Linked DNA regions of Sus scrofa: region 2 is linked to region 1. A link is a contact called in public HiChIP or PLAC-seq data. All regions are on one chromosome and are shown on one strand. The core of a region is the stretch at or near the end of the contact, and the rest is flanking DNA. Distances in the headings are between cores, read along the strand shown.

Region 1 (7,825 bases), core at 3,666-6,165:
CCGGATAAGAACCACGCAGAGGCAAGGACGGGACCTACGTCCTGTTGATCAGCTACGAGGTCCCTCCACGGAGTTGCCTTTGCAGAAACACCCTTGGACAGAGCGGGGGACGGTGCCCTTGCAGAGGCCTTGGCCATGGGCTGTGCAGGTTTCTGGACGTGTCTGCTCCATCTGTGTCCCTGTGTACATAGGCTGGGGGGGTCGCCACTTTCTCTGGAAGGACGCCGAGCGGAAGCCTCCTGCTCTCGGCCATTGTTGGGTCCCAGCTCTTTGTCACTGGATTGTTTCTCGCCGGGCCCGTGACACCAGCTGGTTGGGGGAGGCCCAGATCTCATGAATGCCATTGGCCATGGCGCCGAGATTTCACTTTTAGAAGTGAAACGTGTAGATGGAGATTTGAGGCTTTTGTTGCCCACCTTACAGTTTGGAGATTCCTTAAGGGGCGAGTGGTGGCCCTGCTTTGTCTTGTTGAGAAAATAAAGTCATTCTTACCGAGAAGAGAGCAAGTCTCAGCATGTGTGTCCGATTCACAACGGTGCCTAACTGTGGAAAACAGCATGGAGAGTCCTCAGAACACTAAACCTTGAACTACCATGTGATCCAGGAATCCCACGCCTGGGCATCTATCTGAACGAAACTTTCGAAAAGATCCCTGCACCCCTATGTTCATTGCAGCACCATTCACAGTAGCCAAGACATGGAAACAACCTAAGTGTCCATCGACAGAGGAATGGATTAAGAAGATGTGGTATATATACACTATGGAATACTACTCAGCCATAAAAAAGAACAAAATAATGCCATTCATAGCAATATGGATGGACCCAGAGATTCTCATCCTCAGTGAAGTAAGTCAGAAAGAGAAAGACCATTATCGCGTGATATCACTTTTATGTGGCATCTAAAGTATGGCACAACCAATCTACAGACCAGAAATAGATTCACAGACCTAGAGAACAGACTTGTGGTTGCCAAGGCGGGGAGGGGGAGTGAGTGGGATGGGCGGGGAGTTTGGGTGAGTAGATGCAAACTATTACACTTAGAATGGAGAAGCAATGAGGCCTTACGGTACAGCCCGGGGAACTCTATCCCGGCTCTTGGGAAAGAGTATATGATGGGAGACAGTGCGAGACAAAGAATGTATCTATGTGTGTGACTCAGTCACTTTGCCGGATAGCGGAACCGGACAGAACACGGTAAATCAACTACGTGTAATTTAAAAATTAAAAAGACGAAAACAGAAAACAACAACAACAAAGAATGGCACCTCGTAGGGGGCCTGGCCTCAGCGGCACCGATGGTAACTGCCCCCGTAACTGCCCCGAGGGTCTGCAGACACAGGTGATGGATGAGCTTTTTCTCCATGGACCTGGACTCGAATCTCCTGGGATGGCTGTTGTGTCCTTTATAAAGAGATCAGCGCTCAGAGAGGTTGAGGAAGAGAGAAGCTGCTGTGGCCCTGGAGGCAGCGAACCCTGCAGCGGAGATGCGAGCTCACAGCCTCTTTCCCACCCATCCTCTCATCTCCTAGATCAGACATGGTGGCGGCCATGCTCTGTGCTCATGCCAGCATGACACTGCCTGTGTCTTTAGGAGAGCGAGGCAGAGGGAGCTCTGATACCAACCGGAGAGGAGGCCACGTGGCAAGATGGGCAGGGATGACAGTGATTCGGCCACAAGCCAAGGAATGCTTGGGGCTCCAGAAGCTGGAAGAGGTGAGGAGGGAGCGTCCTTCCCCAGCCCCTCCAGCAGGCCTGTGGCCCCTTGATTTCCACCCGGTGAAACCGATTTTGGACTTCCAGCCTCCTGAAGTGTGAGAAAAATAAATATTTGTTTTCTTGAAACCACCCAGTTTGTGGTCATTTGCCACAGCAGCCGTGGGAACCTGATCCAGTCGCTGCCCTGAGCGTGTCTTAGCTCTGTCCTCTTCCGCAGCATCAGGGCAGGGCTGGGGCCATGGATGTCCCAACCTTCTCCCAGGATGCCCTCGGCCAAGGCGCTGAGTACCCCTGTATCCTTTGGGACTCCAAGGCCGATGCTGCCGGAGTCTTAAATTCTGGCTCCCTCCCTGAAGTGCTGGCCGTCAAAATTGTTGGGGGGGTGGATAACGTGTTGGAACAGGACTTGTCCTCTTCCTCTGGAATGTTCTCCAAGTATCAGGCCCATCCCTTGTGCTTGAACTCAGCCTCCCACTTACATACCATGGGCCTCAGCCCCACCTGTCAGAGGGAGACAGACGCCCAGCTGGGGGACCGGTCCTTGTTCCCTCAGGCAGGTGGCCCCGTGGATGAACTGCCATCGTCTCAGCTTCAGTTTTCAGTCCAGCCCCCTGCCCAGATGTTGGCATTCCTGCAACCATCAATAGGGACCCCTGCCTCCAGCCTTCCCCGCAGAGCCCCTCAATCAGAGGAGCTGCTGGATAGAAAGATCCTCCATCCTGGAGGTCTCTGTGACTTTAGGTGGCCTGGCCCTGGTTTATTTGGTGGCCATATGACAAAGGGGCACATTTGCCTGCAGGTAAGAAGAACCACACGACAGAGACTTAAACAGGTGGTATCTTTGTCTACCAGGGGCTGGCAATTCCGAGCAGGTGTGGCAGTCCCTCCCTGCCTCCACTGGTCCAGGCTTCTCCTGCCTTCCTGCCTCACCATGGCTCTTGTCCTCACAGTGGCAACATGGCTGCTGTGCCTCCAGGCATGATTTCAGCTTCTCTCGCAGGAAGAGCAATGAGGAGTAAGGAGCAGTGTCTAAATGGGGTGAGGAAACCCGTCCCCAGGACCCCCCTCGGCAGACTTTGGCTTTTCATTGGCCCAAGCTGGGTTTGCGGCCACCCCAACAGCAGGGGCAGCTGGGAGTGAACCCATCAGCCCTTCGCCATCCCAAACAAAACCTGCGTTCTGTTAGCAGAGAGAGGGACATTGGGACGGAGGGGTTGCGTAGGTGATGAGCAGGCAGCAACATTGACGGTGACACAGAAAATGTCTTCGAAATCCCCTTTGAATGGCTCCCTTTCCCTCCGAACTGCCCCCTCCCATGGAAAAGCCCCAGTCCTCTCCCTGCCCCCACCCTGCCCCCCAAGCCCTGCCAGCTTCAGTTCAGCCTTGATGTCCACTTTCCTTCCCAGCCACCTCGAAGGGGCCGGCCCGGGTCTGGCACGTGGCAGCACTTTATACACCCCGTGCCTGTTATCATTTGTTGTTGGGGTTGTGGTCTGAGGCTGGCTGGGGCTGGGGGCTTGCAGACAAGGCCGGTCAGCCCTCCACCGAGAGGAGCCTGCGGTCCGCGTTGGGCACGGGGGCCTCTGGGGTGTGGGCAGAGCACCGTCGCCTGGGCCTCTTCTGCAGCCGTATAGGCGGGGGCTCTGCAGACCTGCCGCTGCGCAGGGTGGGCCAGCTCCCTGCCGGCTTGAGAAACAGGCTTCCTGGACGGCGGGCTGAGCTGCAGCCATCAGAGGGGTTCAAAAGGTCTTTGTGTTTGTCTTTTCTTAAAAAAAAAAAAAGGAATAGGAAAAGCCTTAAAACTATACAGTTAAACCAGTGCGGTGCCACCTGGCTCCCTCCTCCCCCTCCCCTCCCTCCCCCTCCCCTCCCTCCTCCTCCCCTCCCTCCCCCTCCCCTCCCTCCTCCTCCCCTCCCTCCCTCCTTCCTTCCTTCTTTCTTTCTTCCTCATTTGCCTCCCACTGGGCTATAGGTGTGGGGCTTCTGGGCTCCCCCCGCCGCCGAGCAGCCCTGGGTCATAGCAAGCCTCCGCTCCCGGTGACACAGCCCCCTCCCACTCCTGAGTGAGCTGGGCTCCAGCCTGGACGAAGGTGCCCTGGCTGGTATCAGGAGCCCCAGCCGGGCGGGCAGCCTCTTCCTCCCGGAGGCCAGGGGGTGCCGCCCCGGCCAGCCCTGCTCAGCGGTCTTCAGAAGCGCTGATGGGGGCCTCCCGGCGACACCGTTTCCCCCCAAAGGACGAGTGACGACCCTGCTTCCGTTATCCACCTCTGCCTCACGTCCTGACACACTGCCCAGCCCCAAACAAAACTTGTCTTATATCTGGTTTCATCTCGGGCCCAGAGAGGCCTGTCAGCTCCCGGCATCAGCAGATCCTTCAGGAAATCGCCCATTGTGGCTAAAAATCGCCCTCCGAGGCCTGTGCAGAGTCGCAGGAAGCAGCGTCCGGGATGCCTGGCTGCGGGCTGCACACCCCCAGCTCTGACCGGAGGGCTCGCATTTCCAGGAGGCGGTGCGGCTCTAAACGGCCTTCCACTGGGCTTCTATCTTGTGCTCTGCACCACTCGGCCCCACGGGGCCCCGAGGATGAGTCCCTGAGCTCGTCCCCAGGCTGGCCCCCGGGCTTGTCCTGGCCAGCTCCCGCTGATGCCCCCCTGAGGGCCGAAGGTTTGCAGGGCAGACGGGCACCCCCAGGCCTGAGAGGGTTCAGGAGTTAAAAAGAGACGAAACTGGACACTTGACGGAGCGAGGGGGCCTCACAACCGCCCAGAGCAGACGTGGGACCGAAACCCGCCACTTGCCAGGGAAGAGGCCCCAGCGGAGGTGGGAGGTGGGAGGTGGGAGGTGGGGAAGGATGGGCTCCTGGGGCCCCACTGGCCCCGCTTCAAACATTCTGCCTGCTCACCTGCCCCTCCGCCCGCAGCGGCGCCCTGCGTCTTGGAGCGAAAAAAATAAATACATGAGACCAAAAAAAGGATCCTATCGGATGCCAAAAATGAAGATAACACGGGAGGAAGTTTATTTTGATGAGGAAATCCCTAAATGCTGCTGAAACTATGCTTGGAATTGCTAATTAGCGCTTGGGGGGCTTTGAAGGAAGCGCGGGTCCCCGTGGGGGCTCCTCCCCTGCCAGGCTCCCCTGCTCTTATCACTTATCTGCAGGAAACGGGCTGGGGCTTCTGAATCCGCAGGGCGCTGCCGGGAGCGGCGGGCTGTGACTCATGCCCCGGGCAGCTGGACAATTCTTGCAGAGGGGCTGGCCTTCCCAGGACAGCAGCCCAGGCTCCGAGCCTGGGCTGGGGGTCCACAGGCTCCCAGAACGTGGAGAAAGTTCTGGTCTGGAAGGTTCACCTGGGTCATGGCAGAGGGAGCTCACCCGGGGGCGCCCACCTGCCAGTCTCCACGCGTCCAGATTCTGTCCTGACTCAAGCCCCCCAAACACGCACTGTTCACCCAGAGCAGCGACAGGAGCCACGAGGAAGCGATGGCCAGGTGTCACCCCAGGGCCCCAGGCCTCTTGGCTGTGGCCTGGCCCAGGGGCGTGGGGCCAGCTGGAGTTTCCAGGTGCTCCGTCCGCCTTGGAAACATACATTTTCCTGCAGGGCCTGCGGCAGAGGCCTGGATACAGGAAGGAAGGCCTATTTTGGGAGGCAAGCCCTAGGAGCTGGGGCTCAGGTGACCCCATCCTGCCTTGCCCCCTGACTCAGGCAGGAAAAGCTGTCGGAAACGCTTGCTGGAGGCTTGCAGGACTCAGCCTCCTCTGGCAGGCGGGGCTGGGAGCAGAGAGGTCGCCCCTGCACCGGGCAGGCCTGGGAAGCAGAGGCCAGGCTGTCCCCGTGGCCAGATCACAGGCCGTGCACTCGCTCAGGCCTCGGGGCCTCTCCTCTGCTGCTGCCAATGGATGCGGTCGACGGGACCCCTTGCAGCGGAGATTTCTGCTGACCTGAGCGAGTCGCATGACAGCCCCCCTCTTCCTGTAGGTGACAGGCCCCATTTGAAGGATGGATGGCCCATCTCTTCAGGTCCAGAGTGACACCCAGGGCTCAGAGCCGTGGCCCAGGGCTTTCAGAGCCTAAGAAAAGGAAACGGAGACAGTCAGCTTTGCTTCTGAGTGGGCGCTCGCCCGGTCCAAGCCCTTCCCAGCACAGCTGCCACCCACGCTGGCCACGGAGCCACCTTCCTGCAGCCCTGGTGTCTGCACTCCGGCCCGCAGCTGGTGCATGCTGCCCATCTGCATTAGGCTGCATTTTGATGCCATCATTCCAGAAAAGAGGCAGCATCTGTTGTCCTGACCATTCTCTCGCTTGGGGTGCCTCCACCCGCCCCCAAACGTCAGAAGCCGAAGAGATGGGGTTGCCATGGGGGATGGAAGCCGCGAGACCACGAGGGCCGGGACAGGATGAGGAAAGATTTTCACTTCCCTGTGGCCCGGGATCTATGTTTAGAATCTCCACTTCTCCTGGCAGAGACTTTCCCCTTTATAAGAGCTTCCTCCCGCAAGAAGGGCTGCCACAGGCCCCTCAGGTCCTGCTTTTGTGCTTGTCCCACCCGCTCCCAAGCCCAGCTCTCCCTCTTAAAGGGGAAATCTCTTCAAACTCCAAAAGGCGTCTTTATCATTTTCCTCCGTTTTGAACCAGAAGTTGGTTTTCCCAAGATTCCATCCATGGGGCCATCGAGAAGCTGTTTCGGCAGCTCCCGCAGAGACGCCTAGAAGAGCTTGCAGAACCAGAGGATTCTCCCTTGGAGGCAAAGGAAGGGACTCCTCCAGACCCCGCAGAGGGCCTGCTGCTCTCCCGAGGGAATTGCATTGCAGATGGCCAGGCTGGGCTGGGGAAGAGATGTGGCCTGGCGTGGAGTCGCCCGCACACATGAGCCGCCTGGCGCTGGCCTCTCTGAGCTGCCGCCATGCTTCAGAGGCAGGTGCCGGGCGTGATGGGGGCTGGGATGGGCTCACCCCTCGGACAGCAGACTCAGAGTCAGGTAGGTGGAGGGAGCCGCTCCTGGTAAGGGCATTACTCCCACCAGGCGGCCCTGCCCTCAGGACCTCATCTAACCCCACTGCCTCCCCTAGGCTCCGCCTCCTGATGCTGTCACCTTGGGGGAAGGGCTTCAACGTATGACGTTGCCGGGACACAAACACGTGGGTCATGTGCTGCGGAAATGGAATCCGTGTCCCTTGCCTGCAAAAGTGGGGCCCATGGCGGGGGTGCTGCTCCCAGGCCTGAGAGGATCCAGAAAAGATGCCCCCTTTTCACGGGTGGGGAGTGGAAGGCTAGAGACCGGAAGGATATGGCAAGAGTTGGCAGGTGGCAGAGGACGGGACCAGAAGTGAGGTCTCCCCGTCTGAGAGATCAGATGAACGATTCCAGCCGCCTGCTTTCTGGGCAAATGATAGGGTTGTTCTCACCTGGAGGTCAGGTGTGGCTGAGGGACTTGCCTGGCCAATGAAATACGAGCAGAAGTTTTAAGAACCAGCACACGAATCTGGTCTCGGAGATGGCCGAAGTGTCTCGGAGATGGCTCTCCATCCCTGGGGTCCCTGGAGCGTGCGCTATGCAGACCCCACTCCACCTTAGAGGTGGAGCATAGGTGGGAAACATGTCTTTGTTGGTTTAAGCCAAGAATCAGAAAACTACAGTTCCCAGGCTAAATCTGGGCTCACCCTCTGTTTGGGCAAATCAAGTTTTAGGGGAACACATTTCTGTTCTGTCTGAGCTGCTTTTGTGCTACAATCATTGTGGAGGAGTTGCAAGAGCATGGCCCACAAAGCCTAAAATATTTACTCTCTGACCCGTTACAGAAACCTACTACTGATGCTGATTTCAGTCATTGACATCCAGGGCCTGTTTGTTACTGCAGCAGGACCTAGCCCATTCTGACCAATACATTTTCTGGCGATGCTCATAACGCCCGAATGCCACGGCACATGCTGTAGTACTTTAACATACCCGATATCTGCATGGCTGTTAAGGTTTTTTTCAGGCCCGTTTCCACTGGTTGGATAGCAAGTGTCCACTGGAGTCCCCATTTGGCTCATGACTAAGAAAGACCAAGGGAGGGAAGTGACCAGGCCGAAGTCGCCCAGGGCTTAACCAGACCTCTGACCCCAC
Region 2 (7,825 bases), core at 1,362-3,861, 100 kb after region 1:
GGCCACACCCTACGAGTCCCTTCTCAGAGTCTGCCAACCTCTTTTATTTTACCTGCTATGTTATCATTCTCCGTTATTAACTGGGAGACCCAAGCAAGGTAGCCAATATCTCTGCAAGTAATAAACGGCCGCAACTGACAGGTGGGGCTCACAACTCAGTACGGTACCCGCGTGGCCAAGCCAGGGCAGGGACCAACGCCACTGGCCAGTGGACGGCCGCTCTGGGCATCCACAGTCAGGGGAGCCGCGGACAAGAGAGCTGCTGCGAGTCTCTAGGGAGATTTCTAGGGACACCGATTTGCTCTGGGGAGAGGCCCCAGGCCCTGGGAGGCGGGAGCGGGCTGGCTGTGCTCTCGCTCCACCGGCCCGTCTCTTTGGTTTCAGGCTCAGGGCTGAGGCCTGCCCTGTTTCCACCTGCCTCATCTCTTCCCAGACCAGCTGAGGTGCCAGCCCTTAGATTTCCCTTGTGTCCCCGGCATCCTTCTGGGGCAGCCCCACGACTCGGGCAAGGCCTTGGCGGAAGGCCTCCGGGGCCAGGCCCCCTGCCCGGGCAGCCAGCCCCTGCCCCCTCCCCTGCTCCAGGACGCACCCAGAAGCCAGCTCCCAAAGCAAACCAAGCCCACCAGGACTCCTCGCCGTCTTTGGGAAACGTCTGAGCTGCTGGGTTTGGCTTTCCGGCTCAGCAGGGCCCCTGCCTCCCTCTCGGCCTCAGCCTCCCCATGCTGGGCCTCACCCTGAAGCCCAGTCTCTCCCCAGCTGCCCGGAAGCCTCTCCCGGCCTCCACGACATGCTGGGGGCCTCTCCCTCCCAAGCCTTTGCTCGTCCCCAGCCGCCTGCCTGAGGCCACCACCTCTCCCAACCCCTACCCCCTGGCTAGTCTCTCTTCACCCTCGGGGGTCTGCCCAGCAGCCCCTCCTCCTGGAAAGCTGCTCTGATCCCCTGACCCGGCCACCCCTCCTCTCCATGTCTCCTGCTAAGGCACTGCCCACCCTGTGTTCTCACCATCTGGCTGCCTGTGTCTGCCTCTGCCGTCAGACTGGCGGCTCAGGTGAGCGGGACTGTGCCAAGTTGCCGATGTGCCAGGAGTGCCCAGGACCCGGGGTACCCCGGGTCCGGCTGATGCACGAAGAATGGGTGATGCTGGCAAGACCCCAGGGCTCCTGCTGGCCCTGGGAGGAGCGCGAGGCTGGGTTTGGGAGTCCGGGCCCTCATTGCATCCTTTTCTTTGGCCCTTCGTCTTCCCTTGTCCTTCGGTCCATCCCAGCCGAGGAGGCGGGAACCCCGAGGGGCAGGAGACCATCAGACGGGAGGCAGGTGCCCGCCTGAGGAGCACCGAGGCCTCTGTCACCGGTCCCGACCTCGCGTCTCTGCCCCAGCCTCCAGGGACAGTGAACCCGGAGGCAGGAAGGAGGGGCCCAGAGGGACTCAGGCCACATGGATGCACGACCTCGGGGCCCTTAAAGCCCCACGAGCACCCCGCCCCCTGCAAACCTGCAAACGCCACGGGAGCTGGGAGGACACGGGAAGCAGGAGCAGGTCCTGTTTTGTGAATGAAACCAAGGCCTGGCTCCCTCTTGTCACCCAGGCCCTGCCGGCCTTGCCTGACCACTCTGTAACCTCAGCAGGAGCGCTGACCAGAAGGGGAACTTCAAAACCCAAGTGTGAGTCAGACGGAGGAAAAAAGAAGGAAATTCTTCTGCGCTCCCTCCCCTCCCCCGCCCCACAAGGACTCATGCTGAGACCAGCCCCGGGGGGTGGGGGGAGAAGGGGTTCGAATTACAGGCCCTGACCCAGCAGGAGCCCCCTGACCCGGGATCACGCACTGGTCACCTCGCCTGGGCCCTGGTCCCCTCTGCAGCGAACAGCCACCCCACTCTCGACAAGGGGACGGCTACGGAGGACCCTTCGGCCACTCTCTTCCAAGAACCACACTGAGCACCCACTGTGTGCCGGGGCCCGTGTTGTGTCCCTGTGTGTCTGTCCCTGCGGACTGCCTCGGGTGGCGGGAGCCAGTGAATACGCACGAGCAAGTTGAACAGACTGATGGGTTAGAGATCCAGCCAGTGGCTGTGACAGGGCCTGGCAGGGCACCAGGGGAGTGGGGGGGGGGACACGGGACAGGAAGGTGCCCTCAAGGAGAACCACAGAGCAGCCGGGCCAAGCATGCCAGGGGGCGGAGGGGCTGCCCCACCCAGGAGGCAGGGCACGATGTATGGGGAGTGTGGGGAGAAGCAGGCAGGCTGGAGAGGGAGGTTTGCGAAGCTGCGTTGGCCTCCTGGGCCAGAGTGGGGTTCTCGGCAAGAAGCGAGGGCGCCCAGTGCCCCGGGGGTTCCCGCCCCGCAGATGGTCACCTCTGGGGAGAGACCACAGCCCCCCTCGCCCGGAGCAGGCAGGAAACCCCCTCCCCCGGGGAGGGAAGGCGGAGGGATGCAGGGCCCGCTGGCCCAGCTCCGGAGCCGGCTGCCTGCCAGACCCCCAAGCTTCCTCCTGGGCCCCGTCCGCTTCCCCCTGCTCACCCGCCCAGAGGCATCGGCTCTGCTGTCCCTTTAAAGGGGCCTGAGTCAGAAAGTTAAGAATGAAACTGACTCATGGTGGAACCGGTGGTCACCGGGCTGGCCGGGTGCCAGGGCTGCGGCGGCAGAGGAAGCCGGGTGACCGCAGCTGCCTGTGTGCGCTCTGCTGAGAAGGGCAGAAACCACAAAACCCCATTTGAAATTCCACCGTGCAGCCCGGCTTGTGTAATGAGGTTACCCCTCATAATGGGAGCATTCAGGGCCCCGCGTGGGCCTGTGGGGCTGGGGGCTGCCCCCCCAGGGCCAGCTGATGATGACGTCATCTTCCATTAAGAGTTTCTCCGCACCCCGCCCTACCCCATTAAGGAATTAAAAAAAAAAAAAAAATGCACCAGGAAACTAAAGTGAGAGCCAGAACGGAAGTCTTGGTTTTATTTATAGTTGATAACTTATGTCCGGCCTGCTCCACGGGAGGCCCAGCAGAGAGGATAAAGCCCAAAGGAGGGGCTGACAAAAATGCCCCAGGCCCTAGGCTAATGTGGCACCGAAGAACAAGGCTAAAGCTCCATTCTGAGCTCCCTAGTGGCCAAAATAAAGAGGGCATGACACCACGGAAAACTGGGATCCTTGGAACCTGGATTCAGATCCCAGCTCTGCCACAGATGAGCTGTGAGACCACAGACAGAATCTGCTTTCTCACCTGAAAACAGACAGAAAAAAGGCTGAATTGGTTTGGAGGCCCAGGCAAGGCACCCAGTGCTGCCAGGATGCATTTTAGAGGTTCTGCTGGTCCAGGACCTACAAGACAGCACAGTTGCCCCTGCCCCTGCACCTCTGTGCATGGCAGACATCACTAATGGATTGCAGCACACTTTCTCCAAGCCAGATCCTGCCTCAGAACCCCATGGCACACACTTCTCCAGGGGACCACCACCAAAATGCCAGAGTCGGCCTGGGGACCAACCTGCTTGTCATCCTGCCTGTAAGCAGCTTACGAGAGCCTAGGAGGGCCTGGTCACCCTGATAGTCCCAAGACCTGGCTGGTGCCCTCACACGGTGAGCACGCAATAAAAAAAAAATTACACAGTAAAAGAGGGAGGGAGGAGTTCCCTGGTGGCCTAGCAGTTGAGGATCTGGCTTTGTCACTGCTGTGGCTCCATCACAGGCCCGGGAACTTCTACATGCAGCAGGTGCATCCAAAAAAAAAAAAAAAAAAACTGAAGGAGGAAGAGGAGCTTCTATTGTGGCTCAGAGGGTTAAGGACCCAACATAGTGTCCATGAGGATGCAGGTTCACTTCCTGGCCTCACTCAGTGGGTTAAGAATCTGGCATCACTGCAAGCTGCCGTGTAGGTCACAGATGCAGCTCGGATCTGACGTGGCTGTGGCTGTGGTGTAGGCCGGCAGCTGCAGCTCCCATTCAGCCCCTAGCCTGGGATGAGGCTGAAAAAATAAAAAGGAGGAAGGGGAGAGATGGAAGAAAGGAGGGGGAGCAGAGCAGGGGGGACAGAGGAGGGAAGGCAGCAGGGTCCTGGATGTGGGCAAGTCATAGGGCTTCTCTGGGCCTCAGTCTCCTCATCCGTCAAATGGAGGTTCTGGCAGCTCACGGAGTTGTCACAGGGTTCAATGAGGCTGGGCTGTGAGCTGCGGGCACAGAGGAAGACCTCGGGGAGCCTCGCCATCCTCCCAACGAAGGGCCTGAATCGCAGTGGGAGCAGGGGTGCCCCGCCAGCCAGGCCCCAGCCCCAGGATCTAAGCACCCAGCAAGCACCCAATATGCACTCAGCAGGCACCCAGCAAGCATTCAGCAGACACTAGCAGGGACCCAGCAGATACCCAGCAGTCACCCAGCAGACACCCAGCAGGCACCCAGCAGGCACCCAGCAGGCACTCAGCAGACACCCAGTAAGTACCCAGCAGACACCCAGCAAGCACCCAACAGGCACTCAGCAGGGACCCAGCAAGTACCCAGCAGGCACCTAGCACCTGGTAGGCACCCAGCAAGCACTCAGCAAGCACCCAGAAGACACCCAGCAGGCACCCAGCAGGCACCCAGCAAGCACCCAGCAGGCACTCAGCAGGGACCCAGCAAGCACCCAGCAGGCACTCAGCAGGGACCCAGCAAGTACCCAGCAGGCACCTAGCACCTAGTAGGCACCCAGCAAGCACCCAGAAAGCATCCAGAAGACACCCAGCAGGCACCCAGTAGGCACCCATCAAGCACCCAGCAGACGGCCAGCAGACACCCAGTGCCCCAGGGCAGGGCCCAGGTTGCAGCAGCGAGGGGTCATGGTGGCGTGGCCGGGCCCGCCTCTCTTCCTCCATCACAGGCAGTGGCAGCTCCGTTCCATCCCCAGGCTGCCGCCTGGCCCCCTCCCAGCTCAGGGTCGTGCAGGGTCCTCCTGGTGCTGGCCAGAGGGCCCCGTGAGGTACAGCCGAGGGCCGCATTCATGCGGGACCATGTCATTTCCGTCCAGAGCCCGTTTCCTGTCCGCCTCCTGGCACCCCAAGCCCACGGCCTTTTCAACTTCCACTCGAAAGGCTGATGTCAGGGTGAGCAGAGCTTGGGCCCGGGGTCCCCCCCCCGCAAAAGCTGTGTCCCAGAACCCCTCCATCTCGTCCCAGGGGGACCCCCATGGCATCCTGTGGCACACCCGAGGTGAGGCCAGGTCCTGGCCCCTGGCTGGAGGCCACACTTGGCCCCCTCTTCCGGCTCCAGCAGCCGAGGTCACCCTGAGTGGCCTTCTCCCCATGAGGTGGCCAGGCCCGAGTCAAGAAAGGGACTGCGGGGGCCCAGCTTTGGGTCTCCCCCGCCACGGAACATCCCTCCCACTGGACAAGCCCCTGCACTCGACGGGGACAGGCAGTGGACAAGAGGACAAACAGCGACACTCCCAACCATTGGCAGGCCACGTTCATTGCGCGAAGGGGGCAGACTCGGCCAAGTCAGGGAAGGGCCCCCGCTGCTGGCCAAGGAGGCAACCTGAAACCAAGGACCAAAGGCAAGAAGCAGGTAGCAAGGGAGGGGGAGCAGAGGCTGCTGGAGGCAGCGGAACAGCCTGTGCAAAGGCCCAGAGCATGGGATGGGGACAGAGCGTACACAGGACGCCCTGCAGGCCAGCCCTCCGGGTGCTCAGAGCAGACACGGACCTAAGGGCCAGGGAAGTTGTCGGAGGCGGTGAGCGAGGCGTGGCACGACTTGATCTAGGAGCTGAGGAGAGCACGCCTGCTCCTGAGTGGATCTGGGCTCTCAGGAGCCCAGCCTCCCCTGCGTCACCTCCTCCAGGCTGGATGCTCCCGTCGCCTCCATCAAGACAAGGGCTGGTGGCCGCTCCGTGCCTGGGTCCACAGCTTCCAGGACAGCCACATCTTCACTCACCAGCCCAGGACCGGAGAGGCAGAAAGACCTGTCCAGCCCCCCAGGGCGGCCCCGGTCCAGGAGCCCCTCCCGCCGTCCTTGGAGGAAGTGGGTGAGCTGCCTTCTCCGCCCGAGGTCACTGGGGCCTTGGGACCATCCTGGCCTCTGCACCAGGCAACAACCAGGCAGAAGCTGGCTGAGCTACCTCGGGTGGGAGGGCGGGAGGCCTTGTGCCACGGAGCAGCCCAGTCTCGGACCGCGTCTGTCCCCAGGAAGTCTGTTGGTCTCGCTTCCAAAACACCTCCGCGTCATCCTGCCTGGTCTAACCACGCCGGGCTCTGCAGGGTTGATTCCTGGCTTCACAGCGGAGCCCCCACCGCCCTCTGCCTGCTCCAGCCAGTTCTCCACACAACAGCCAGGGGGCTTCCCCTGAAGTATAACAAATGCCCTGTTCTCGCCCCCAGACCCTCCAGGGCCCGGGCACCTCACTCTGGATAAAACCCAGGCTCCCCCAGGCCTGACAGCCCTCGTGATCATGGGCAGCGTCTGTCCCCCAGGAAGCCCAGGCCGGGGGACAGACCCGACAAGGGCTCCACCAAAAGGTCGGAGCCCAAGGGAGGCCCCAGCTCGCTCTGCCAGGGAGCCCCCTGCCACGATGCCCGGATTCCGCAGGGGCAGGGCCTGAGCTGAGCTACCCCCAGGAGGCAGGGCGGCTGATAACCTGGAGAAACATCCCGAAGCAGCTGCTGCTCAGTGGCTGGTGGAACTCCCAGATGCAGCTGCCTGGCAGCCGATCAGGCTCTCTCAGAAGGGGTGAGCTCCCTGGCCTCGTGGGCATGAAAGCTGAGACCCTCACTATGGGGGTTGTGGAAGCACCCCATCCAGAAGTGATGACATCAGGAGTCCCCTCCCGCTGTCTCCCAGCACAGGAGTGACCAGGATGCAGAGATAGTTACAGTGTCAGGTGAGACAGCCCTGGGCATCTGGCTTCTAGCCCCGTCCCAGCCTGGCCCACCGAGTCACCTGCGGATTCCCGGACTTCCCTTCCTCCTTTGAAAGAGAGTGAGCATGCGGATGGGCCACAGCGGGGGGGGGGGGGGGGAAGAAGACCAGAATCAAGGCCTCAGAAGGGAGGTGGGCGGGGCAGTGTGGGGCGGGGCAGCCGGGGGCGGGGCTTTCCTCTGGCCACCATTGCATCCCCTAGGGTTAAGGTCAGGTTGGAAAGATAGCCAACCCAAGACCCCCCCCAACTGCAGATGAGTCAGGGCACCCCGGGTTGTCTGACTCCTTCTTCATTGATCCTGGAGACTCCAGGGACCAGGGGTGACACGGCCCGGGTGTCTTTTATTCATGCCTTTATTCATGCCTTCACCTTCCGTTTGTTCATTCGCTTCATTATTGCTTCCTGGGCAACGTGAATGATAATCATGAGTGTATAACTACAGAACATTCTCGAAGACTTCCCATACTTCGGCGCCCCTGACACGCAGTAACTCATACACACATACGGCGCCCCCATGAGGCCACTGGGCGGGAAGAGGGGGCAGTGCGAAGCCCAGAGCGGAGAGAGGCGGCCCTGCTCAGTCGGTCCCGTCTGCCTGGACCCTGGCGGCAAAACGAACCTAAGACCCACCCGAGGCGGGGTTGCAGCCAAGAGCCAAGATCTGACCCCAGAACTCAACGGGCCTTGCGGGCCTTGTCAGGACCTTGCACTTTATCCCAAGGCAGGGACCCTGCAGGGACAGGACCTTATCTGCCACTTTAGAAGCTTCTTCCGGTCACTGCGTGGAAGGGGTTGGAAGGGGCAGGAGAGGAGGCGACCACGGTCACACGGTCTGGGGTAGGAGACGGTGGTGGGGTGGAAGGTGTCTCTGACAGGCTCCGGGACAGAGTCGAGGGGGCGTCCAGACAACCCCTGAGAGGACAGAGACATCATTCCGTGAGACGGCGAGACA

Evidence for each region. HiChIP or PLAC-seq counts read pairs in DNA pulled down with a chosen protein or histone mark.
Region 2: a contact with region 1 is called in an H3K27ac HiChIP or PLAC-seq map of skeletal muscle, with 6 times the contacts expected there. The contact joins two enhancer-like sites. A contact is called at or near these places in 8 of 47 Hi-C or Micro-C datasets (alveolar macrophages, embryonic fibroblasts, liver and 3 more) and 1 of 2 datasets of contacts at active chromatin or transcription factors (skeletal muscle).

What each region holds. Positions count from the first base shown.
Region 1 is chr2:3,777,741-3,785,565 of Sscrofa11.1, forward strand. LOC106509289 (a long non-coding RNA gene) reads right to left here. Exons shown (of 2, transcript XR_001306690.2): 1 at 5,892-7,825; 2 at 4,712-5,787. Among named protein-coding and RNA genes, the nearest start is that of CCND1, 150 kb to the left of the region's middle. Within about 2 kb of position 4,916, at least 27 of the 83 cell types and tissues checked have an H3K27ac peak or open chromatin away from gene starts, as enhancers often do. A contact at or near this core is called in liver, mesenteric adipose tissue, retroperitoneal adipose tissue and 1 more, where this site is marked.
Region 2 is chr2:3,884,575-3,892,399 of Sscrofa11.1, forward strand. No RefSeq gene overlaps it. Among named protein-coding and RNA genes, the nearest start is that of TPCN2, 220 kb to the right of the region's middle. Within about 2 kb of position 2,612, at least 51 of the 83 cell types and tissues checked have an H3K27ac peak or open chromatin away from gene starts, as enhancers often do. A contact at or near this core is called in liver, mesenteric adipose tissue, retroperitoneal adipose tissue and 1 more, where this site is marked.